Regions from separate parts of the Sus scrofa genome. Here region 2 is linked to region 1. A link is a contact called in public Hi-C data. All regions are on one chromosome and are shown on one strand. Each heading gives the region's core, a stretch centred on a gene start, on an enhancer-like site or on the middle of the called end of the contact. The rest is flanking DNA. Distances are from core to core; before and after follow the strand shown. Region 1 overlaps LOC102158082 (a long non-coding RNA gene). Region 2 overlaps LOC102158082 (a long non-coding RNA gene).

Region 1 (6,292 bases), core at 1,581-4,080:
GAGGCTCATAATCTACCATGTAGAACAGCAAAGCATGGCAGGCAGCTGCTGGGTAGGGGGTGCAGATCTAAACAAAGTTTTATTGAAACACAGCCACGCCCATTTGTTTACACATTGTCCATGATCATTTTTTGCCCTACAAGGGCAAGGCTGTGAGACTATATTCCCTGAAAGGCCTAAATTTATTTACTGTCTGGCCTTTTACAGAAGAACGGTGCTGACTCCCAGTCTTATGGGTAGTTTGCATGTTTAATTCCATTTAATCGTCACAACAACACTTATCCTATAAGCATTATTAACTGCACTTTACAGATGGAGGTGAAGAGAGGTTAAGTAACTGCTCCAGGCCACATAAATTAAAGAGAAGTATCTGGATTTGACTCAAAGGCACCGCTTTTTCCTTCACACCTGGAAGCTGAGACTTGTGCTCAACCTCTGAGTTGGCAGATGATTTTGATTAATGGTGAGGAGTTGGAAAAAAAGCACCAGTGAGGAGGAGTGGCTTGGGGGACAGCAACATGGCAGGAAGGAATGCAGCCAACAACAGAGGGGACCTTGAAAAAGAATGTCAGAATCACAGGGCCAGAAGGGGGATTCAAGTTCAAGCTTATAAAACCATCTTAATCAGCTCAGGCTCCTATAACAAAATTGCAGAGACTGAGGGTCTTAAGCAACAGACGTTTCTTTCTCATAGTTCCAGAAGCTGGACGTCCAAAATCAAGGTGCTAGGTTCAGGTCCTGGTGAGAGGCTGCTTCCAAGCTTCCAGACACCTGCCATCTCAGTGTGTCCCCAGAAGGCGGGGGAGAAGAGAGGGAGGGAGGGAAGGAGAGAGAGCTCTTACCTCCTTTCCTTTTTAAAAAATGACACTAACCCCATCACAGGGGCTCTGGCTTCACGACCTTACAATCCTAATTACCTCCAAAAGGTCCACTCCAAATATCTTCTCATTCTGGGTTAGGGCTTCAACATTGAACTTGAGAGACAAACATTTGTTTCATCACACTGTGTCATGCTGCAGAGGAGACTGGAGACCAGAGAAGTAAAGGAATGCGCTCAAGGTCACACAGCAATAAAGACGGAGCTGTAAGCAAAACTCCCTTAGAGCTTTGCAGAGCCTGGGCCCTTTCTGAGTCAGGCGTGCCTTGCTATCAGATGCCCTGTGTTGACTCTGGGCTGATCACAGTCCCCGGCAGCACGGGAGCCATGGGCCCCTTCGTGCTGTTTGGAGTCAGAATCAAACCAGTTATGTTTGTTTTACCTGCATGCCCTCATGTGACAGTAGTTTCTGTTTGACCAGGTGTGCGGAAAGGACATAGGACTGGAAGTGAGCCGACCTGGCACCCTGTTTGTCACTGGCTCCAGGCATGACCTTGGGCAAGTTATTCCCCCATCTCCAGCTGTGTAAAATGTGGTGCCTGAGATCGACATCACTTTGTGGCTCAAATTTTTCATATTGAATAAGATTGATTACTGCAGAAATCGTTAAGGAACCCTAAGATGACACACCAGTCGGCTGGCTGTCCTTGCATTTTAGTCACACCAGATCGCACCAAATCAAGAATCAGGGATGTATTATTTGAATCTGACATAAAATATCCATAACTAGAATTCAGGTAGGCATTCCACCCATGAAGATGCAGGCTCAATCCCTGGCCTCACTTTGTGGAATCTGGCATTGCCGCAAGCTGTGGCGTAGGTGGCAGACCCAGCTTGGATCTGGTGTTGCTATGGCTGGGGTGTAGGCCGGAAGATACAACTCCAATTCAACCCCTAGCCCAGGAAATTCCACATGCCACAGGTGCGGCCCTAAAAATCAATAAGTAAATAAATAAGACCAAAAAAAAAAAAAAATAATAAAGTTCCCACTGTGGCACAACAAGATTGGTGGCACCTCTGGAGCACTGGGACACAGGTTTGATCCCCAGCCCCACAGAGTGGGTTAAGGAGTTGGCATTGCCGCAGCTGTGGCATAGGTCACAACTGCATCTCAGATCTGATCTCTGACCCGGGAACTTCATATGCCGCAGGGCAGCCAAAAAAGAAAAAAAAAAAAAAAAAAAGCAGTGGTATCCTTCTCAGGGTTGTTGGGGAGAATCAGTTAATTCTCATCAAGTTCTTTAAACAGCACCTGCACAGATGAAGCCCTGGGTGGACATCAGCCATTACGGTGGTGACACAGACGTACTGGGTGACAAAGGAGAAAGGAGAAATGGCACCTATGTGGTTCAGTCGGGGTTGGGGGATGGAAGAAGTGAAGGGCTCCCCATCAAACTGAGGTCCAGAGGGTGAGGCAGAGTCAGAAAGGTGGAGGATGGGGTGACAAGTCCCCCGGGCAGCGGGAATCCGCTACATGAAGCCCTTCAGACAAGGGCGAAGGGGGTTTGGGGGGAACCAAGAAGTGGGCTGACAGGAGAGGCTGGGAGAAAAGCCCAAATCTGATCCTCAAGGCCTTCCTGCCACCCTCTCCCACTCTGGAACTACAGACGTCTAGCCCATCGTCGCCCACTTTATTTGCTCAGCCATGTGGAAAGGGCTGGGGGCGTTCCATCCCTGCCTTGGGGGCCATGTCAGCACTAGGGGTTGGAGTTTGGTCAAGCGGGACTATTGCCAGAAGCTGTCAGGGACAGAAGAATTCAAGGGTGAGGGCTGGCTGTGTGCAGTCAGGCTCGACCAGGGAAGCCAAGGGCCACTGCAAAGTCAAAAGAGCTGGAGCAGCTGGAGCTGAAAACAAAGCCAAGAAAGCCAGAGGTCAGCCCAGTGGACACTGGAAGAAACAGAGAGATCACGGTGAGGAAGAAGAAGGGATAGGGTTCCAGAAAAATGCCCAGAGAAGGCTGCAAAGCCAGCAGCCTGTGTGGACAGGCCTGATCACGTGGTATGCGGGCGGACCCGCCCGGCTTGACTGCCCAGTGCCTGGATGGGTGCCAGGCACTCTTAGCCATTAACAAGGTTGAGAAATGAGGAGCAGTCCCAGCCAAGTGAGCTCTGTACAGACTCACATCTGCGCTCAGACATGGCCCTCCGTTGCCCTGGTGGGGGTGAGGGGTGTTCATGGGAACATGTCACCATCATCACCCCAGTGGGTCTAGGAGGAAAGGGTCAGAAGCCACATAGCTTTCAACAGCCTTGGCTCTAATGCCAGAAGGTCTGCGATCACCACCGCACCTCCAACAGGTGCATGTAAGTGTGGATAATAACAATGGAGCTTCGCATTATTTTTTTATGAGGATGACGTGAATCCATGTGGGCAAAGTATTTAAAACAGTGCTTGAAACAGAGTAAGTACTCTATGTTATTAATTAATTTGGTTCCACTTTAGTTATTCATTTAAAAAAATGTATCTAAGCCCATAGTCCAGGCTCCATGTTGGCTGCTCAGAATATCAAGAAAACTAAGGTATGGTCCCCGCCCTCAAAGAGCTCACAGTCTGATGAGTAGCCAGAAGAGAAAGGGATGAGTTCTAGCAGAGGCAGTGGTGCCAGGGGAGGGGGTGGGGGCCAGATGAGCCTGAGGAAGGGAAATAGGTTGGGGACAGAAAGACAGCTGGTAAATGCAGACTTATGTGTCCTGGTTACTCACACTTCTGACAATGGCCCAGGGAGAGAAGAGAAACAGATGCCAAGAACCATGAAGATAAAATGGTGACAGTGCCCTGAGAAGGTGCGGACCTGCCTTATCATCAGCCCCTTGGCCACCTCTTAGACACTGTCCTCCATTATTTAAGGATGCTAACGCATGGCGCTTTTGTGGCGCGGAATAAATACGTGTTTCAGAAAATACCAACAAGTTGCGACCAAGTCTCCTTTTCTCCCTGATATTCAGGCTTCTGGGTTTTTATTGCTCCCCATCAATTTATAATTCAATAAAAATAATTATGAAAGGCAATAGATTTGTCCTATGTAAAAAGAAGGCATCAGTGAGTTTCGGATGCATTTGGGGCTTTTATTTCTACTTGAAATTTCATGTTTTGAAAAGTAAATATATGAAGGGTTAGGACAATGATAATTCTTAGTGGTTCCATCATCCAAACATTTAAAATAAGAAAAAGGTCTCTGCCTACAAAGTGAAATTAGAATGGAAGTAGTTACAAGGATAATTCAAGGGTCCCTAATATCATTTTTCATTTTCTCCACGGTTTTGGTAACTTACAATTTAATCAAAATCACATCTTGACAGATGGATCCACTTTCCACAGTTTCCATTTGCTTCCAGGAAGACATCTGAGTGCAAATGTGTGTGTGTGTGTGTGTATATGTATATGTGTGTGTGTGTGTATGTGTGTATATATGTATATGTGTGTATATATGTATGTATGTGTGTGTATATATGTATAAGTGTGTGTGTATATGCGTGTGTGTATGTATATATATGTGTGTGTATATAATATGTGTGTGTGTATATATATATATATATATATATATATATATGTATGTATTTTTTTTTCCCTGACTGGAATACACCAGAGTAGTGTGAGGTCAAACTACTCTTTTAATCTGATTTTAAAACCATATGTGCTTTTGGTAGAAAAATGTGAAAATATAGAGAAACTTAAAGAAGAAAAACAACCCAGAATTCCATTTCCTTGTGGCGCAGTTAACTGAAGTATTTCCTCTCCAGTGTCTTATTTTTACGCATATTTTGTTGTTGGTCTTTTTGTTTCTTTTAAATCATTAAGACTTTTGTTTCTTTTAAATCATTAAGACTATGAGTAAGCCAGGGATTGAACCCTGAGCCACAGCAGTGACAATGCCAAATCCTTAACCACTTGGCCACCAGGGAGCTCCTAAGACTACGGTGTTTACCCACATTCATAGTTAACTTTTTCGCTGTAAGCGTTATTGAGGATGTTCCCACACATTGTCCCCACCCGCCTGATGATGGCCCTACGTAATTTTCTCTGAAGGGCAATTCAGGTAATTTTTTGTTTTGCTTTTTGTCTTTTTTTATGAACCAAACAGAAATGTAAAGGTAAGGAAAATTATGCTTTAAGCTTTACTCAGAAGGACAAGGCTTTTCTAAGGTGAGGACAGCTTGAAGCCTTGAAAATACTGACTGCCCTCCAGCAAGGCACAGACTAGACTGGAAAAAGCAGCAGGACCAGCCCAGGGAGCAGTCGAGTAGGAGGAGACACAATAGTTAAAAAAAAAAATCCAAAGTAAAACGCTCAGGTCTACTTCCTGGGAGCCACCTGATGTCAGATCCTCTCAGAGCACCTCCAGCTGCTCCCTCTCTGTGTCCAGCCTGGCAAGTAAGACTGGTGTGTCCTCTACAATTATTGTTACAGACACATCAGGGGTGTCCCCACCCTCAGCAGCCCCCATGCACTGAAAACACAGAGGGTCCTCCTTCTAAAACCTGGTGAAGGCTCTCTGTTAATGGACCAAGACAGGACCTGGTAACTGTTTTCACTAAAGGACCACAGAGTAAATATTTTAGACTTTGTAGGCCTCTTACAATTCCTGTTAAATAGACTTCTTTTTGTTGTTGGTTTTTTTCTGTTTTTTAATGACAATTTTAAATTGGAAAAAAAAAAAAAAATCTTATCTTGGCTGTATGAAAACAAGCCACAGGGAGTTCCTGGGTGATGCAAAGATGAAGGATCCAGTGTTGTCACTATTGTGGCTCAGGTCATTGCTGTGGCGTGAGTTTGATCTCTGGCCCAGGAACTTTTGCATGCTGTGGGAGTGGTCAAAAACAGAAAACAAAACAAAACGAGCCACAGGCCAGAGTGTGTGGTCTCGTGGACAGGGGCTTCTTTCCTTTCTTATTAAATAATAAAATAAAATAGAGATCCTGAGAATTATTCCAAAAGTTCCAAGAAATATGACATTAAGCCTTGTCCAAACGTTTTTTTTAATTGAAGTATACTTGACTTACAAAGTTTTGTTAGCTTCTGGTGTATTGCCAAGTGTTTCATACATATAAGAGATAGATAGATAGATAGATATGATTAGATATATATGCATTGTCCAATCCTAATTGATATCCTGAGAAATAGCCCATATAGTCAGTGAAACACTCTGTGATTGCAGCCCCAGTTCCTTCAGGAAAAAAAAAAGAATGTCCAAGGGTTCTGACAACACAGGTATCAAATATTCTTTATATTTTTGGGAACTCACAACTATTACAAGGTTTAAGGGGCGGCCTTTCTCTGAATCAGAAAAGGCTAACTATTACAATCAACTAATGCTTTTGTAATGTTGATGAATAGTAAGAAAAAAATTCTGAAAACATATATAGTTTCATCTAATGCTATCTTTACCAAAAACACAAACCATGATCCTGCACACA
Region 2 (6,490 bases), core at 1,650-4,149, 110 kb after region 1:
AGGCCAGTGGCTACAGCTCCGATTCGACCCCTAGCCTGGGAACCTCCACATTCTATAGGCATGGCCCTAGAAAAGACAAAGAAAATAATACAAAAAAAAAAAAAATCTTGTTCTGAATATTACAAGAAGGACTAAAATTTTTCAGCTTCAGTCACTTTTGCCTTTTCTGATTAAACTTCCATAAGAATTTTTTCTAACCTGCGTTCCTCTACTTTCTCCTGACTTGAACACCTGTGCATGAAGGACTAAGTGTTTATGCCCCCCCAAAATTCATAGATTGAAGCCCTCCCCCCTAACGTGATGGTATTTGGAGATGAGGCCTTTGGAGGTAATTAGGTTATGAGAGTGGAGCCGTCATGAACGAGATTAGTGCCCTTATAAGAAAAGACAATAGCCATTGTGCTCTTTCCTCACATGAGGACACAGTGAACAGACAGCTGCCTGCAACCCAAGGAGAGAGCTCTCCCATACATCAAATCAACTAGCACCTTGGTCATGAACGCTGACCTTCACAACTGAAAAAATAGAAAAGTCTATTGTTTAAGCCATGCAGTGTATGATACTTTGTTACAGCAGCCTGGGTGTTGTGTCTCCAGTCCCATTAGCTCACTAATCAGTCCCCAACCTCCTCGTTCAAATAGCCCTTGTGAATCCTCCTCTTTTTTAAAATGTCTTATCATAGTTGATTTACAATGTTCTGTCAATTTCTGCTGTACAGCAAAGTAACCGAGTTATACATATATATACATTCTTGGCTCCACCTCTTACAAAAAAAAAAAAAAATTACTGATGAGATGCTCTTTCCCCAGCACCAGTCCAAAAACAAAAACACCTGCTGGTCAACATGGACAGTCCACCCCACACGAATATCCTGTTACGAATGTCCAAAATAAACGTAACCTCCTCAGGTCTCCCCGCATTCATCCTCCCTTCCTCACTTCGATTAATGTCACCATCACCCTCCCCGTCCTCCCTCTCAACAAACCCGACTCTATTTTTACATTTGTGTCTCTCTGCTCCATAAAGCAAACCAATGACACACTCTGTTATGCTGTCTCCATGATACATTCTGCATTCATGTCATCTACTCCATTTCCACCACATTTTCTAGCTCAAATCCTGGTGACCTCTCCCTTCAACAGTGACATTACTCTTCTAATTTGCTCCCCTGTCCTCAGTTACTCTGGCACCTTCAACATGTATTACATTTATTATGATGATACTCGATGCTTTAACAAATAGACCCCCTCCCCAAATTGGCTTAAGACAATAAAAGTCCTTTCCTTTCTCAGATTAAAAACCCAGTGTGGATGTTCCTGCTTGGTAGGTAACTTTCCTCCATATGGTGATTCAGGAACCCAGGATCTTTTCGTCTTGTGGTTCTGGTTCTGTCATGTCCTAGGATCTGAGTCCTCTGCTTCTAGCTAGCAGAAGGGAAAAGAGGGGAGAAAAGCCATACTTCCTAATCACCTCTACTGGGACATGCATCACTTACCCTCATATTCTATTTTGAGAATCAGGTACTTGGCCCAAAAAGGAAGGAGATGTAGTCCATAGCTTGGCAGCTCTTTCCCAGGATAGTTCTATCCTATAGAAGGAAGAGTGGAAATTTTGGGTGGCATCTTAGTCTTCTCTGCCATACAGGAGACACTTTATATAAAAAATACATAGTTGAATATGATAATAATATTTTAAATGATCATTTATCGATTTGACAAATGCCCCCCTTTGTGCTAGAAATGATGTATTTATTATTTTCATAAAATGATCAACAATTGTCCTATATCAATATAAACATAGTCATCATTATTTTCGAGCTGGGAAAACTTTATTTCAGAGCAACTAAGGAATAATAGTAATAACAGCAGCACTTTCTGAGCGTCGATTTTGAAATGGACTAAGGACTTCACATACAAGGTTATTCAGGGTTACAAGATGGTGATCAAGGTTTTAAACCTAGGCCTAGTGCCTTCTCAGTGCAGTAGGCAGTGTGTCAAGTCTCATAAACCTAGGCTTGTCTGACTGCAAAGTCCATGTTCCATCCATTATTGGTTCAATCTCTCCTTCATTTTCCATAATTAAAATTTACATAATAATACACGTTGGCATTTATGAAGTGCTTCCTGTTTGGCAAGCTCCATTATATAGGTTCTATACATACTGATGTATTATAATATCTAACCTGCCATATATTACAGCACCTGTATATTTATATACAGAACATACAGAATATCTACTATACATACATACACATACACAGACTACAAGATATATACATATTGCTAGATATATATTTACCTGTAGATATAGGTAAGCATGCATACATACATTTGTGAGTGTGTGTATATAAAATATGTATAATATATATAAGTACCATAATAAACCCTAATGTTTACATATAAACACTCTATGAAACTGTCATCATGTCTTCTATGGGGAGGGAGGAGGGGAGGAACTGAAGCACAGAGAGGTTGACTAACCATGAACAGCAGCTCTTACAGATGAGAACCTGGGCAGCTGGACGCCACAGCTAGAGCTCAAGCACACAGGTTTGTCACCTGTGCTAATTCTCTTGGTTCACAGACCTGTCTGTCCCCCCACCATCAGACCGTGAGGCCTTAAGAACAGGATCTGTGCTGTACTCATACCCCCAGTCCCAAGCATTGCCCGGCACACTTAATAAATGTCTATTGAATTGGTAAAGTTCCAGGAAAACTGCTACCAAGGGTAGGACTAGAGTTTAGAATCTGTGAGGTTAGCGAAGGAACGACAGTGCCTGCCAGAAAAAGAAAATAACCTGGCATTTCAAGAAGCAAATTAAAGTCCAAGTGTTTGGTGAACTTCTCACTGTTTGTCTTTCTGGCGAACTTCTGTGCTCTTGGCAATGGGCCCGGGCTGGAGAGCCTGCGCAGGAAGGAGGGCGTTCTACTCACCCAGCCTGTTGAGAACTCACTTCTAACCCTCGTCTTGTGTGTCTCTCAGCCAAACATTGCTTAAGGACCCCAGAGACGGGAAAATGCTTTTCTGTTTGTGCTGGAAGTTTGGGGAATGTGTCTGAGACAGAGAGAAATTCCAGGTCTTTAGAAGTTCACCTTTTACGTTTGTGACATAAATAAAACTGAGGCCCGTGTGAAGAAGGTCTTAGAATTTTCTAGTGAGGTGACATGGACACATACATGTAAAATAAATCATTAAGATTGGTGAGAGGCTTGAGACGTCACAAAGCACAGTCAAATCAGACTCGCTCAGATCGTAACACTTTTTGTCAGATGAAAGGGCATGGGTTTCATTTGGTCATTGGCTTTTGTTGTTGCTGCTGTCTTGTTAATTTTTAATGAATCAATATTCAGACTTTCTGTGAAGATGTACTATGTTCACACTTTGTTCCTCTGTTCCAAACTAAGAGAAGCGATGGAGGAAAAACACATTAAAAAATAAGCATAGCATATACACACTAAAAGACATGGTCAGGAGTAAAGGGGGAAGATTACCCTTCTCGGATGAGGAACAGGGAAACAAATGCGAGGGGCCGAAGCCAAAAGGCTCCTAAGCTCTGAGGCTGGAGTGGGGCTGAAGCCTTAGCTTCTGCAGTCTTCATTTTATGTTATTGAAATAAAACTTGAACCACCACCCAAGATGGGGAACCGGGACAAGGCTGACTGCTCAAAGTCAGTGGAGAGACAGAGAAGACACTACTTACATTAAGGGGGGAGAGGAATGCCTGCTTTGACCACACTTCAGGCCAGAGAGAGCCCAGAGGACACAGGCACCACGTCTCCTGTAAGGATGGGATCGAGCAACGTGCTGACCAGCAGGCTGGATCTACAACATCCCTGTTATTGTTATGTGTGGAACAGGTTTCTAAAGTGCCGAGGTGATCTATACATGGGCCTGGGAGCAAGGGGAAGGCAGTCGTCGAGGCATCAGGTGTAGGGGGAGTAACACAGATGGAGGAAGAGACAGACAGAAGGAGAATAAATAAAATTCTCTCATTTAACTCTAAGCCTAAGCTCACCTCTATTTCCTGGCCAAACTCTAGTGGAAGAGAAACCAGGAATTAGAGATACCTCCGAGGGTGAAGATTCAGTGGGTCAAAGACCAGGAGGACTGGTTAAAGGCGCGTATATGTGAAATAAATAGTGGGACTACTCGAGAACCTCCTGTGGCAAAAATGACATAATCCTCTCCCTCCTCACTCACCCCATGGCCTCACAAGACTGGAAGTTGATCACTGAAAGCACTGAACCAGAGGACTCTGGACTCAGGCACCAGGCATAGCAAGGGGAGTGTGCAGAGCTGAAAATGCTGAAAATGAGGGGCAGCAGCCTTCTTTCCCTCAATTCCCAGAGGCCATCAGCCAGGCTTATACTCACAGTCAAGAGACTGGAACATAGGGAACTTCTTAGGCGACTGATAAGCCCAAGTGATACAGTTGCTGGACAACTGGAAGCTCTGCACGGAAAGGGTTAATTATCTACTCAACTGCCCAAGAGTGAAGTTTAGCATTCAAGAAGACTTGCCCTCACGTGTTGGGCTTTTGATATGCTTGTAAGTGCCTTGCTTTCAATAGAAATGGACAGAAAAGAATCACCAATTTTTGGAAGATCACTTCTAACATAGCAAACAGACCAACACAATTATTTTTTAATTATTTTAGGAAATAAAGAAATAGATAAAATGCAAGAAGCAAAAGAAATCAAAGGGAAAAAAAATTCCCAGAGAAGTAAAAGATATTACATCTATGAAACAAGAACAAATGCTATTTAAAAAGGAACAGTCCCCAAATAAGCAATGACAAAATAGATCTCTTCAAAATTAAAAATCAAAACTTATTTGTTCAAAGGAAAGAAGGAAGACCGGATGAAAGTAGACAACTAGGTAATTACAAACGCCACTTCACAATACCATTCTGGAAGGATTTAGCTATTATCTCTAATTAATAAGGAAAGAAAACAGGATGGGAAGGAACCTATTATCTGTCATGGTTTTTCTTAGAAAAAAAATTTTGAAGCAAATATGTCTAAAAGGTTAAGATTTGACAAAGATTTTGACACAGTCAGATCATTTCTTTTCACATTCTCTGTTTTAAATATTTCACATAATTTTAAAAATCAAGGTTTTTTTTTTTTTTTTTTTTTTTTTTTCTTTTTTTTTTTTTTTTTTTTCTTTTTGTGGAATTCCCAGGCCAGGGATCAGATCTGAACTGCTATTGCAAGGTACACTGCAGCTGCAGCAGTGCTGGATCCTTTAGCCCACTGTGCTGCCTGGGATCAAACCTGAGTCCTGGCACTGCAGAGATGCCACCTGTCCCATTGTGCCAAGGCAGGAACTCCTCAGGTTAATTTTTTAAAGGTCCATTTCTCACCACAATTCTTCTAAGCACATACATATATAAACAATTTTTTTAAAAAATACCTGGAAAACATAAACTTCACTATAAACTATTTCTTATATGGAGCTTTAGTTATTTTAACTTTCATAATAAAACTTCAGGAGTTCCTGTCATGGCTAAGTGGTCAACGAATCCGACTAGGAACCATGAGGTTGCAGGTTCAATCCTGGCCTTGCTCAGTGGGTTAAGGATCCGGCATTGCTGTGAGCTGTGGTGTAGTTCACAGACGGGGCTCAAATCCCACATTGCTGTGGCTCTGGTATAGGCCGGCAGCTACAGCTCCGATTAGGCCCCTAGCCTGGCGACCTCCATATGCCACAGGAACGGCCCTAGAAAAGGCAAAAGGACCAAAAAAAAATTTTTTTTAAATTTAAAAAAGAATAAAACTTCATATTCACCAAACAGCTCAAGTTTTGACGACCCCTAGTAACTCCCTGTTATTGCTGTTAACTAGCATTAGTTGAACACCTACTACCTGAAGATAACTGTGTCAGGCTTTCCTCCAGATAATACATCATAGATTATGTTCCAGGTGTCACCTGACTTGCGCTGCATTAGCCTGTGAATTCTGAATAGGCAGAATTTCTGATTCCCTGTGCAAAGGTCAGTGCATTTCCCTACTGATTCAAACCGTAGTTGTAGTGAGAAATGTGGAAATAACATCCTTCTCAAAAGCGTGGGAGGCTGTGAGCACATTCTCTCGCTCCTTTTCCCCACAAAGACCAATGGAATGATTATAATCGAGCCTGCTGGCTCCACTGATCTCTGCTTACTTGAGAACTACCACCAAGAAGCATTTTATGACCCCAACCACCACCACCAATCCACCTAGATTAAATCAGATCCCCCTTCTCTTAGCTGCTACGGTACTCGGCTCATTTATGTCTTAGAACACTTATCCCACCTACTTCCCCATACTCTGAATGTCTCTTTACTAGTCCATCTGCCCCCAAAGACGGGAATCTCAAACTTAAGGTCACCATAGGGGAAACTGGGGAGGGGGGAGAGGGATAAATTGGGAGGATGGGAATGAGACATACACACTACTATATGTGGAATGGATAATTGAGAGACCTACTATTGGAGTTTGTGGTGCAG

Evidence for each region. A called contact is a pair of places that touch in the nucleus more often than the background predicts.
Region 2: a Hi-C map of liver shows a contact between it and region 1, with 2.0 times the contacts expected there. The contact joins two enhancer-like sites. A contact is called at or near these places in 1 of 5 promoter capture datasets (liver) and 1 of 47 Hi-C or Micro-C datasets (liver).

The regions. Positions count from the first base shown.
Region 1 is chr8:10,225,406-10,231,697 of Sscrofa11.1, forward strand. All of the region lies in intron 4 of LOC102158082 (a long non-coding RNA gene), which reads right to left. Among named protein-coding and RNA genes, the nearest start is that of CPEB2, 180 kb to the right of the region's middle. Within about 2 kb of position 2,831, at least 15 of the 83 cell types and tissues checked have an H3K27ac peak or open chromatin away from gene starts, as enhancers often do. A contact at or near this core is called in liver, where this site is marked.
Region 2 is chr8:10,332,377-10,338,866 of Sscrofa11.1, forward strand. All of the region lies in intron 2 of LOC102158082 (a long non-coding RNA gene), which reads right to left. Among named protein-coding and RNA genes, the nearest start is that of CPEB2, 71 kb to the right of the region's middle. Within about 2 kb of position 2,900, at least 17 of the 83 cell types and tissues checked have an H3K27ac peak or open chromatin away from gene starts, as enhancers often do. A contact at or near this core is called in liver, where this site is marked.